Linked DNA regions of Pan troglodytes: region 2 is linked to region 1. A link is a contact called in public Hi-C data. All regions are on one chromosome and are shown on one strand. The core of a region is the stretch at or near the end of the contact, and the rest is flanking DNA. Distances in the headings are between cores, read along the strand shown. Region 1 holds the start of FEZF1 (FEZ family zinc finger 1). Region 2 overlaps CADPS2 (calcium dependent secretion activator 2).

Evidence for each region. Hi-C and Micro-C count contacts between places; a contact is called where the count stands out from the background.
Region 2: a Hi-C map of induced pluripotent stem cells shows a contact between it and region 1, with 2.1 times the contacts expected there. The contact joins the enhancer-like site here to the promoter of FEZF1 in region 1. A contact is called at or near these places in 3 of 7 Hi-C or Micro-C datasets (induced pluripotent stem cells and stem cell-derived neural progenitor cells), 1 of 1 datasets of contacts at active chromatin or transcription factors (stem cell-derived excitatory neurons) and 1 of 1 other capture datasets (stem cell-derived neural stem cells).

The regions. Positions count from the first base shown.
Region 1 is chr6:137,718,449-137,723,259 of NHGRI_mPanTro3-v2.0_pri, forward strand. It overlaps FEZF1 (FEZ family zinc finger 1), which reads right to left and starts at 2,505. Exons shown (of 6, transcript XM_063815555.1): 1 at 1,398-2,505.
Region 2 is chr6:137,928,652-137,933,462 of NHGRI_mPanTro3-v2.0_pri, forward strand. All of the region lies in intron 8 of CADPS2 (calcium dependent secretion activator 2), which reads right to left. Among named protein-coding and RNA genes, the nearest start is that of RNF133, 180 kb to the right of the region's middle. Within about 2 kb of position 2,695, at least 1 of the 24 cell types and tissues checked has an H3K27ac peak or open chromatin away from gene starts, as enhancers often do. A contact at or near this core is called in induced pluripotent stem cells, where this site is marked.

The sequences.
Region 1 (4,811 bases), core at 1,255-3,754:
AGTCTGCTTTCTCTTTGCTTTAGCTTGTGAGCTAAGGGAGGAGAGACGAAAGCATTATTATTATTCTGACATCACCCCCAACCCCAGCCCTGACATTCAAGCACATCTACACTTTTTCCTGTTTAATACATAGCACCAAAGGCAACACACTGTACTTCTAGAAGGAAAAACACATTTTTTAATTCCTCTGCGTTTTCTGCTTACAGTCTTTATCTCTGGCTGGTCTTTTGTTATTTCTTTTGGTGTGTGATGGAGGCAGGGTGACGGGATGGGACACAAATAGCAAAGGTCTATAAGGTTCAAGGAAAGAGTTTCTGAATACCTCAGATTACTTAATACACAACGGGAACTAACTTTCCAACACATTAGCAAACATATTGGCAACAAGTTCAAATTTAAGGCTACTAGTGTGCTTTTAGTTAGTTTGGTAGCAAATAAAGAATTTTTGCTAATTTCCTAAAGCAATGTGAAGGACAGTATCACAGGTTATAAATGTGGGAAGGGTTGATTAACTCACAGAGCCCTCCTCTCTTTGGGGGAAGAAGTGTGAGGGTGGATTATTTGTCTCTAGACCTTTGTTGTTACTATTTCTTTTATATTAGGATTTCATTTAAACCCAGTGAAATTATTTCTCTCAAAACAGCATTTACATAGCAAATCAGTTTGTGAAAGGAAATGAAGAGCCCAAATGTGAGAGCTGTTAATGAGGTGGCAGGCAATACAGACAGCGAGCACTTGGGCTCAGTTTGTTTCTGACCCTCCACTAATGCTGAGATTTTTCTCACCCATTCCCACAGGCCTGTGAGGTGTGTCCCTCCAGACTGAGAGGCTACGACTCAGGGCTGGACTTTATGGAAAAAAAGAAGTTTATAAAACAAGTAACCCAGTTTCTCCAACCTTTACTGTGGAGCAACAGCGTCAAGCAACAAAACCCAGCAAAGTTTTGCTTGTCACTTACAAGGGTGTTACTGAAATCTGGAAGGCGAACAATTAGAAGATAGCCCAAACATGCTCTATTGCTCTACACTGAAATACTTGCCTCCAATAATAGAAAAAAACTGTTTTCGTGCAATTGATTGATTAGCGTTTTGCAGCAGTCCCTGGACAATTTTAAAGACATTTTGTGTTTGTGGTCAAAATTAAAAACAAGCAGACACACACACAAAACAACCATATTCAAGACACAGTTCGACTGTTTCCTTGACACTACCCACGAAGTTTAAAGCATTTTTATGTTATTTTCAAACTTTCTTAAGTGATCCCATGAAATAAAAGTCGATAATAGAAATTAAAACAACACAGAGCAAAGAACGAGCTTAGTGAAATGGAGAAGCAGTAGAGGTAAATAAAAATCCTTGAGCTAGAAAGCTCTAAGAACCGCTTATAAATTCAGTTACCTCCTGAACTCCGGCCGATGGCCACTCCGGCCCGGGAGTGCCCCGCGCCGACCCGCTGGCCTTGGCCGTCTCAGCCTTCATTATCGCCACGGCCTTGGCGCCCCCTGCCCCCGGCTGCCCAGGGGAACCAAGTTCCCGCTGCTGGAGTTGGGGCAGAGGAGCCCCGCCTCATTCAGGATTCGGTGGCCAGCGCAGAGCCATTTGAATAGAAGAAGCCCGAAGTGAAACAGAAAAGCTGAAAACTCCGCGGCTGGGCTCTCCACTTCTCGGTTCTTGCTCACGAGTTCCAAACAGTTAGTTAAAGTGACGTTGGCAAGGCCGAGGGCCACCGAGCTCTGTGAGACTCCCTTGGAGGGGTCAGGAACCTTAGCTCGAGAAGCTTGGAGGCGGCTGGGAGTTAGGGCGCAACTTCAGTGACCGGGCTCCGCTGCCGGGCTGGGGCTCCCAAGCGTCCGGCTCCCGGGGTGGTCGACGCGGCGCTGCCTTCGATCAGGTCCTGCCGACCTCGGGCCTCTGGACCACCACCGCCCCAGCCGGTCTGGCAACCCATCCCGGGCGCAATCGCGCTCCTCCCCTTCTCCTCTGCATTCCCGCAGGTCCTGGGGCGGCTCCATCCCCCCAAGGCTGAGAGATGGCGAGGGAGGCTCCAAAGAGTTTCGGGAGGGGGCGCCGGATCTGGTTTAAGAGACCGCGGAACAGATGGTGGAGAGCTCCTGGATGAAAGTTTTTGAACAGGCACTCGCTAATAGACTTGCTTTGACGACTCAGGGTGTAATTGAAGGGTCATTTAATCTAGACGCAAGGTGAAAGAAAACAGGCCCGGGGGTGTGGCATACCTAAGGAGGAACTAGAGCATCTTTTCACTAGGTTTGCCTGTCATTTTGACTTTCCTGGAAAATACGTTAAGTCAAATTTTAAGAATGTCTGAGAAGCATCTCTGACTATCTCTTCCAAAAACCTTTCGTGTATTTTTTTAGCCGACCTCCTTCCTCCGAGAATCCTCCCTTTGAAGCCGTTTGGCCTGTGCTTAAGAGTAGTTGGGGTCTCCTTATGATCCCAGAGCAAAGAGAATTTTCTAACTAGATTCTCCTGTTTAAGACCTTAACAGAAAGGCCTTTCTACCTTCCCTTCTTTGGCTTTACTCTCCAATTTGTTCTTTCATTCCCGAGTTCTCCCAGTGAAGCCCTGCACCTCCTCTAAAAGAGAATATTTCATGGCTGTCCAAAGAGGGCCATACCCCGTGGCCACCTCTCGCGGGCCTCCATAGCCTCTGTAAAAGAGGAAGCACTCAGCCACTGGCCGGCCCCCTTTTGTTGATGGAAGTGGGTGCTGTTCTGTTTCCTCCCTTCCCGCCCTTAGGCCTCTCCCAGACCAGATTCTGCACGCCTTGTGCATGTTTCAAGAGTTGAGCTCTAAGATCCAATCCCAAGAAGAGGCTTGATCCATCATTAAGAAATCTTACTACCTTGTAAAATATTATTGCCTTCTCACTTTAAATTAATTTGGAAGGTTTTTTTTTTTTTTTCCCTCTTCCCACTGTCTCCTCTTACTTCAAGTTCAGTTAATTCTCTGAATTCACGAACAGTGGGGCTGCCCTCATAGTTTCTCAGCAGTCCCACACAGAGGAAAAGGCTCCTGGAAACAACGCGAAGCTTTAAGCGCCCCGCGCGGGTGTTGACGCTGGCAGCTCGCAAACAGCGTCCCGCGGCCACGGTGACCCGAGGGGCCGGCCGGCTGACGTCACGAACGCGGCCAGCTGCGGGGACCCGGGCTGCAACCGCGGCCTCTGGCCCCTGCCGGCTCGTTGGGTCGAGGGTGGGAAGGGAAGTTGAGGTCTGGGGTAAAAAGCCGGAAAAAGAAAGGAACAAGGCTGAGAATCATTCAAAGATTAAATGGGGTCGGCTCCTGTTGCTTGCGAAGACGGATGAGGAGGGGGAGAGTTGAGGGGGTTGGGGGGGACCCTCTTTTATCTAACCTTGTGATTCACAGCTTCTCAGAAATTTACATAATACAAGGGTGTAGATGTAAACCTTAAGGACAAAAATAATAATTCAACAGCACATATTTCATTTTCGCACCATGGGCCTGGATATGTTCCCGGTGTTGGCACAATAGCTCATTTCCAGAGCTTTTTACTCACGGCAGAGAATATCTGAACTCTCATACCACTGTTGAAATGAGAGGAAAGGAAGGAGAAAAAAGGGAGAGAAAGAGAAATTGGCTTTAATAATGTTGATTTAGATCTCTGAATAATGGTGAAGGATTTTTTTTAAAAAACTTAAGAGCATATGTTGTGTACAAAAGGTGCAGGCATAGTAATAATTGGGGTCCTTCACTCTCCAAAGTATCTATTTCCTTTTTATTTGATTGGCATGAGCTTTTCATTTTTAAAGCAAAGTCATTGCCCTTTAATAGGAAATTCCAATTTATTATTTCCTTAAATAAGTGAAGGCCACAATGTCTACTGAAAGACCCTGCTGTCAACTCAACTCCTACTTGCCAACTCAAAAAGAGGACTGAGAAGTAAAATACAGCAGCAGCAAAATACATGTGATTGCTGTAGTTGCTTTTTGAATCCCCCAACCCCTCCTTCCCACATTTGAACTCTTCTAGATGCCACCAGTAATTCAAATTTTGGAGCTCTATTTGCAGTCCCCCCTTCCCCCGCTCCCCCGACCTCCCCTTGGGACACAGGGCAAAAGGAAAGTCAGGGGCAGGGATGGTAGGATCCCAGCATCCCCTTATTTTAGTTAAGAGGGGCAGAGGCTCAGGTGCCCTTTGGTCTTTCTCGCTGTGCCTCCTCCAAGTGAGCCTGACTCCCATAGTCACTTGGAAAGGTAAATGGCACCACAGTGGGTGCGCAATTGAGCCCTTCACTCTTATTGTTTCAGTGTGGGAGTAGTGGTGGCTGGAAGTCAGAAATGGGAAAGAGGTTTCTTCTCCCTTCTTTGCCTTCTGAATTTTAGTTTTTTGGGGCTCCCTTTTCTCTGCAAAATACACGCCCAAAGTTGGCCATATTCTCTAACATTTCATCTAATCCATCAGTAGTTTGCAGTTATTTTAAAGAAATTTATAAAGATTTTAATTTAAAACATATAGATGGGAACTTAAGATGAGAAAACGTGAACTTTTTTTTCAAAAAGTATGCTATCTATTCTGCCCCCACCTCATCACTAATAATGCAGCCCTGATCAAGGGCAAAATATAACCCTCTTTATTCACCCTGTTCCTCAGTATCCTTTTAAAGCTGGATTCTTCAATTATCTGTTGAAATTGTACACAACTGGTCTTCCTTTCTGAGAAAGGTCTTCATAAACACGCAGAAGGCCAATTTGTCGCGGACATTTTGAGCATTAGAATAAATGTTGCTAGTTTCTGGTGCTGTCTTGGCCTTCCAAGCCCAAGTACCCCAAC
Region 2 (4,811 bases), core at 1,445-3,944, 210 kb after region 1:
GTAACCTGCTGAGTCATTACTACCTTCCTCACGATTGTGTGATTAACTCAAAGAAGTTTTTTTTTAAGGGTATGTAAATGAGACCTGCCAAATACCAGTCAAACTGGGAACACACATTTAACTGGGTTTTATGTGACAATTTATGATGTTATCCAATAAAATAAGTATCTATCACACAGCATGAGAGAAGCATTTTCTAATGAGTACTGTGAATTTTTTTCACCTGATTTTAAAGAGGAAAGCAGATTTTGTGTGTGTGTCTGAGGGCTTTTTAACATTAATTTCCACCAACCTACAGAATTTGGTTTTAAATATTTTGTTGTCATCTTTGTCAAATTCTTTTAGTTAAATCAGAAATGAATGGAAAAACAAAAGAACACAAATATCATCAGTTTTCATGGCCATGCTACATTCTCCAGTACTCTATTAGCAAATGGCCCTGGGTTGGGGGCGGGGGAGGGAATCCCCAATCAAAGTTAAATTTGATCCAAGAATTATTTGAATGGGGTTAAAAGAGGTATCCCATTGTACATGACATTTTCACAAGCACATATTTCCAAAGCTAATTTAAATATAACACTTTTTCTATTGAACTATTTCCAATGCATCACAATACTCAGGTAACTAGAGTGTTCTGGATTATTTTAAAATAACTGCCCAGATACTATTTAAAGTATTTGTTTTCATGAACACATCCAACTTAAAGCAAGGTATTAAGCAGTTGTTCCCTTTGAACAACAACAACAACAACAATTGCCTGCTTAACTTTAAAATCTTTTCTTCTTGCATGGGATTAGGTAACAAAGAAATTAGCAGCACTGAAACAAAGCTCAGATTTAACACACAAGAGTAAAGCCTTGAAGCATTTAGTTCTATCAGTCAGTATAAACATAGCAATAATCATAAAGTATTAATCCCTCTTTTGGGTTATTTCAAACGGAGAGCACTATTTGCTCCAAAGAAACACACAACTGATTGCTAGGAAACAAAGCACAAAGACAACTAAATATATTCCAGTTTCATTCATCTATGACTTAAAAAAAAAAATCCAGCTATCCTTAGGTCACACTGTATCATCAAATATCAGAGATATGAAGAAACTAAACTTTCAAATTTTTGATTATATATTTAATATATGATGTAGATGTGTAGAATATATTTTATGCTGTTTGGGAAAAAAGTCAAGAGAAAACATTTTTTTAAATGGTATTTGCCTAATTGATTTTTTTTTTAAAGGAAATGGCCAGTCCTTAAGCCAAAATAGTTACTACCAACAAGGCAAATAGTATATTTTAAAAACTTCTATATCTGTAGTTATATATAATCATTAGCGTATCTCAGTACCTACAACCTTTTTGGTGTAAACATGTCAACATGATTCTTAAAAGAGTCAACTATTAATAAGGTAGCTGGAAGATAACACCACAATTACTTCTAAAAGCTTTCATTTGCAAACAAAAATAGTCTTTATGAAATCCATCAGAATGTTCCGTGACAGCAGGAACAAAAACTTTTCTTTAGAAAGATTTCCTGATCATTAACATATGTATTTTAGTACCAATAAAATGGTTCTTGGCAATAGATTTATTGAGTAAAATGAAGTTTAGTAAAAATAAATTTCAAGCATTAACGCTGCAATGCTTATACGACAAAACTATTTTAAAATGCTTGTCTTTACATAGTACCCGGTTGAATGTGTGTGTGTGTTTTTTTAAGTAGATTCATATGTAATATTCTGATTTGTTTTCTTTTAAGCCAAAAACCTCAGAAGTAAGTTTAACCGTTAAGCCATTTTCCTTTAAATACTATATATTCTTGGCTAACATTTATAATCACAAAAGTCAATGACATTTTAAGAACTCATTTTCTGATTAAAAAATTGAGATTTAACTCATCTTCATATCACAATATGTTTGAACTATATCCCATACTATTCTAGTAATAGTAAAGACATAGCTAATATTCTCTATGCCAGATTTTATATAGAAAAGAGTAAAATGAAATAAAGAACTCGCTTACCCAAACACTTTAAAAGCATTTATCAAACCTTTCTAACTTGAAGATTGTTCAAAGAATACTTCAACACACACAAATTCTCCAAACACATTACTAAATATTGTAGTTTAGTTTCAATTAGAATGGTAGCACACAATTCTAATAGAAATGAGAATATGACAATTTATTTGCACTGAGTCCATGCTGTGAGAGTTCATGGTTTTACTTTATGATGAAAAATCATCACTAATGAATATTTGAAAAACATAATTGTATACAGAAGATGGGAATTATTTGGTGCCTGAAAAAAAGAACTATTAATTTTGGTGGATCACTTATGAGTCTAGCGCTTTATTCAAAGAAATGCAACAATCAATTTACATGTTGAATGATAAAGCCTTTTCTTCTACAAGCCTTCATTTTTCAAGGAACAATACAGAAAGAAAAAAAAAATCAATATATAGAGTAGTTTAGTCCTGGAAAGGGCTTTCATAAGAGAAACCTCAGTCAAGGTTGAAAGAGCAATTAATGCAGGCTCAAAAATCTGGGCCATTCGGATAGAGTTCGGTTAACATGTGGCAGAAGTAATCATCCACTTGTGAAAATGATTTTCGGTTCATTCTCAAACACCTTTCAGACACTCATGATCCCATTTAACTGACAACAATACAGGCTATCTGTGGGCACCATTGCATTTGAAGTGAAAACCAATAGGGACCAAATGCCCTCAGGCACTTTCAGTCATTCCCTACAAGTTCTCTGCTGCTTGCATAAAAGGAATCTTCCTTTCACTACATTCTTTCTTTTATTTGACCCCACAAGATTAAGACTTTTTTTTGGGGGGGGGGGTGAGGTGGGGGGGCTTGTTTCAACTAAGGATGAAAAAAGAAACTGATTCCAGACAACACTGGGACCTGGGCATTAAGAAACTTAGAAGTAAATACTTTCTGGTTGGTTATTATAGGCTTGAATTATTATGGGAAACAGTAAAAGAGAGGTGGGGATGCATGGAAAGGATCCTCATCAAACAAAATTACATAACATTTGTGGAGAAATTATGACTAGAGAAAAACCAATAACTCCTATTGTTGAGCAAGAACTTAAAATTTATGTGCTATATAAACAGGAGATTCCTAAAAGCAAATGCATAAAACATAGAGTTCTTCACTTATATTAGGTATCACATTTTATAGAATTGTCCCTCTTCCTTTTCCTGAGAAGTTCTACCTTCTGTTAGTTTCATCTCAGTTAAATCCAAGTTAAGCCTCAGCTCATATCAGCACTGTAACAGTTTAAAACAGTTTAAGACAGTATAAAACTATACTAAAAATTTGCTTGCTATAGCAAAATCTAGAAAATGAATGAAGGCAAACTGCCCAGATAAGAAGACCATAAAACCCCATTCCACCCTCAGATAAGACATCAAGAACTGCTGATGCAGTTCTAGCTGATCATTCTTTTTTTCTCTTTTTGCAAAATAATTCATTTTATTTTATTTATTTTTGAGACAGAGTCTCACACTGTTGCCCAGGCTGGAGTACAGTGGTGCGATCTTGGCTCACTGCAAACTCCACTTCCCAGATTCAAGAGATTCTTGTGCTTCAGCCTCTTGAGTAGCTGGGATGACAGAGGCATGTCACCATACCCAGCTAATTTTTGTACTTTGGTAGAGACGGGGTTTCACCATGTTGCTCAGGCTGGTCTGGAACTCCTGAGCTCAAGTGATCTGCCCACCTCAGCCTCCCAAAGTGCTGGGATTACAGGTGTGAGCCACTGCATCTGGCCCCTTTTTATTAAAAAAAATTTTTACTGATATGTATTTTACATGTTTATGGGATACATGTGACATTTTGATACATGCATAAAATGTGTAATGGTAAAATCGGGAAATTTGGGATCTCCATCACCTCAAACATGTATTTCTTTGTAGTGGGAACATTTCAAATCTTCTCTTCTAGCTATTTAAAAACATACAATAAATTATTATTAACTATAGTCACCCTATTGTGCTATTAAACACTAGAACTTATTCCTTCTATGTGACTATATGTTTGAACACATTAACCAACCTCTCTTCAGCCCCATCCTCCCCATCCCCCACCCCCAACACCCTTCCCAGCCTCTGGTAATTATCATTCTAACTTCTATCTCCACAGATCAACTTTTTTAGCTTTTACACGTGAGAACATGTGCCATCTGTCTTTCTATGCCTGGCTTATTTCACTTTATATAATAACCTCCAGTTTCACCCATGTGGCTGCAAATGACAGGATTTCATTCTTTTTTATAGCTACATAGTATTCCATTGTGTACATGTACCACATTTTCTTGATCCACTCATTTGTTGATAAACAGGTTGATTTCATATGTTGGCTACTGAGAACAATGCTACGATAAACATGGAGGTACAGGTATCTCTTTGATTCACTGATTTCTGGTTTTTTTTTTAATAAACAGACATTAGTGGGATTGTTGGATCACATGATAGTTCTATTTTTAGTTTTCTGAGAAACTTCCAAGCTGTTTTCCATAATGGCTGTACTAGTTTACATTCCCACCAACAGTATTTAAGAGTTCCCATTCTCCATATCTTCTCCAGCATTTTACAATTGATCATTATTAAAGGATATATCTTAATATAGATGTCAATGCACTGTCACCTAGAAATAAAACAACTAGAAAAATAATTAATTCTATAAAATGTAGTTTTCAATAAATATAAGCCAAACAACCCAACTAAATCAAACTGTGCAGATAAATATTTTATTAAAAGACAGTTTTTCCTGATATTTTCCTTTGCTAACTGGTCATTGGCA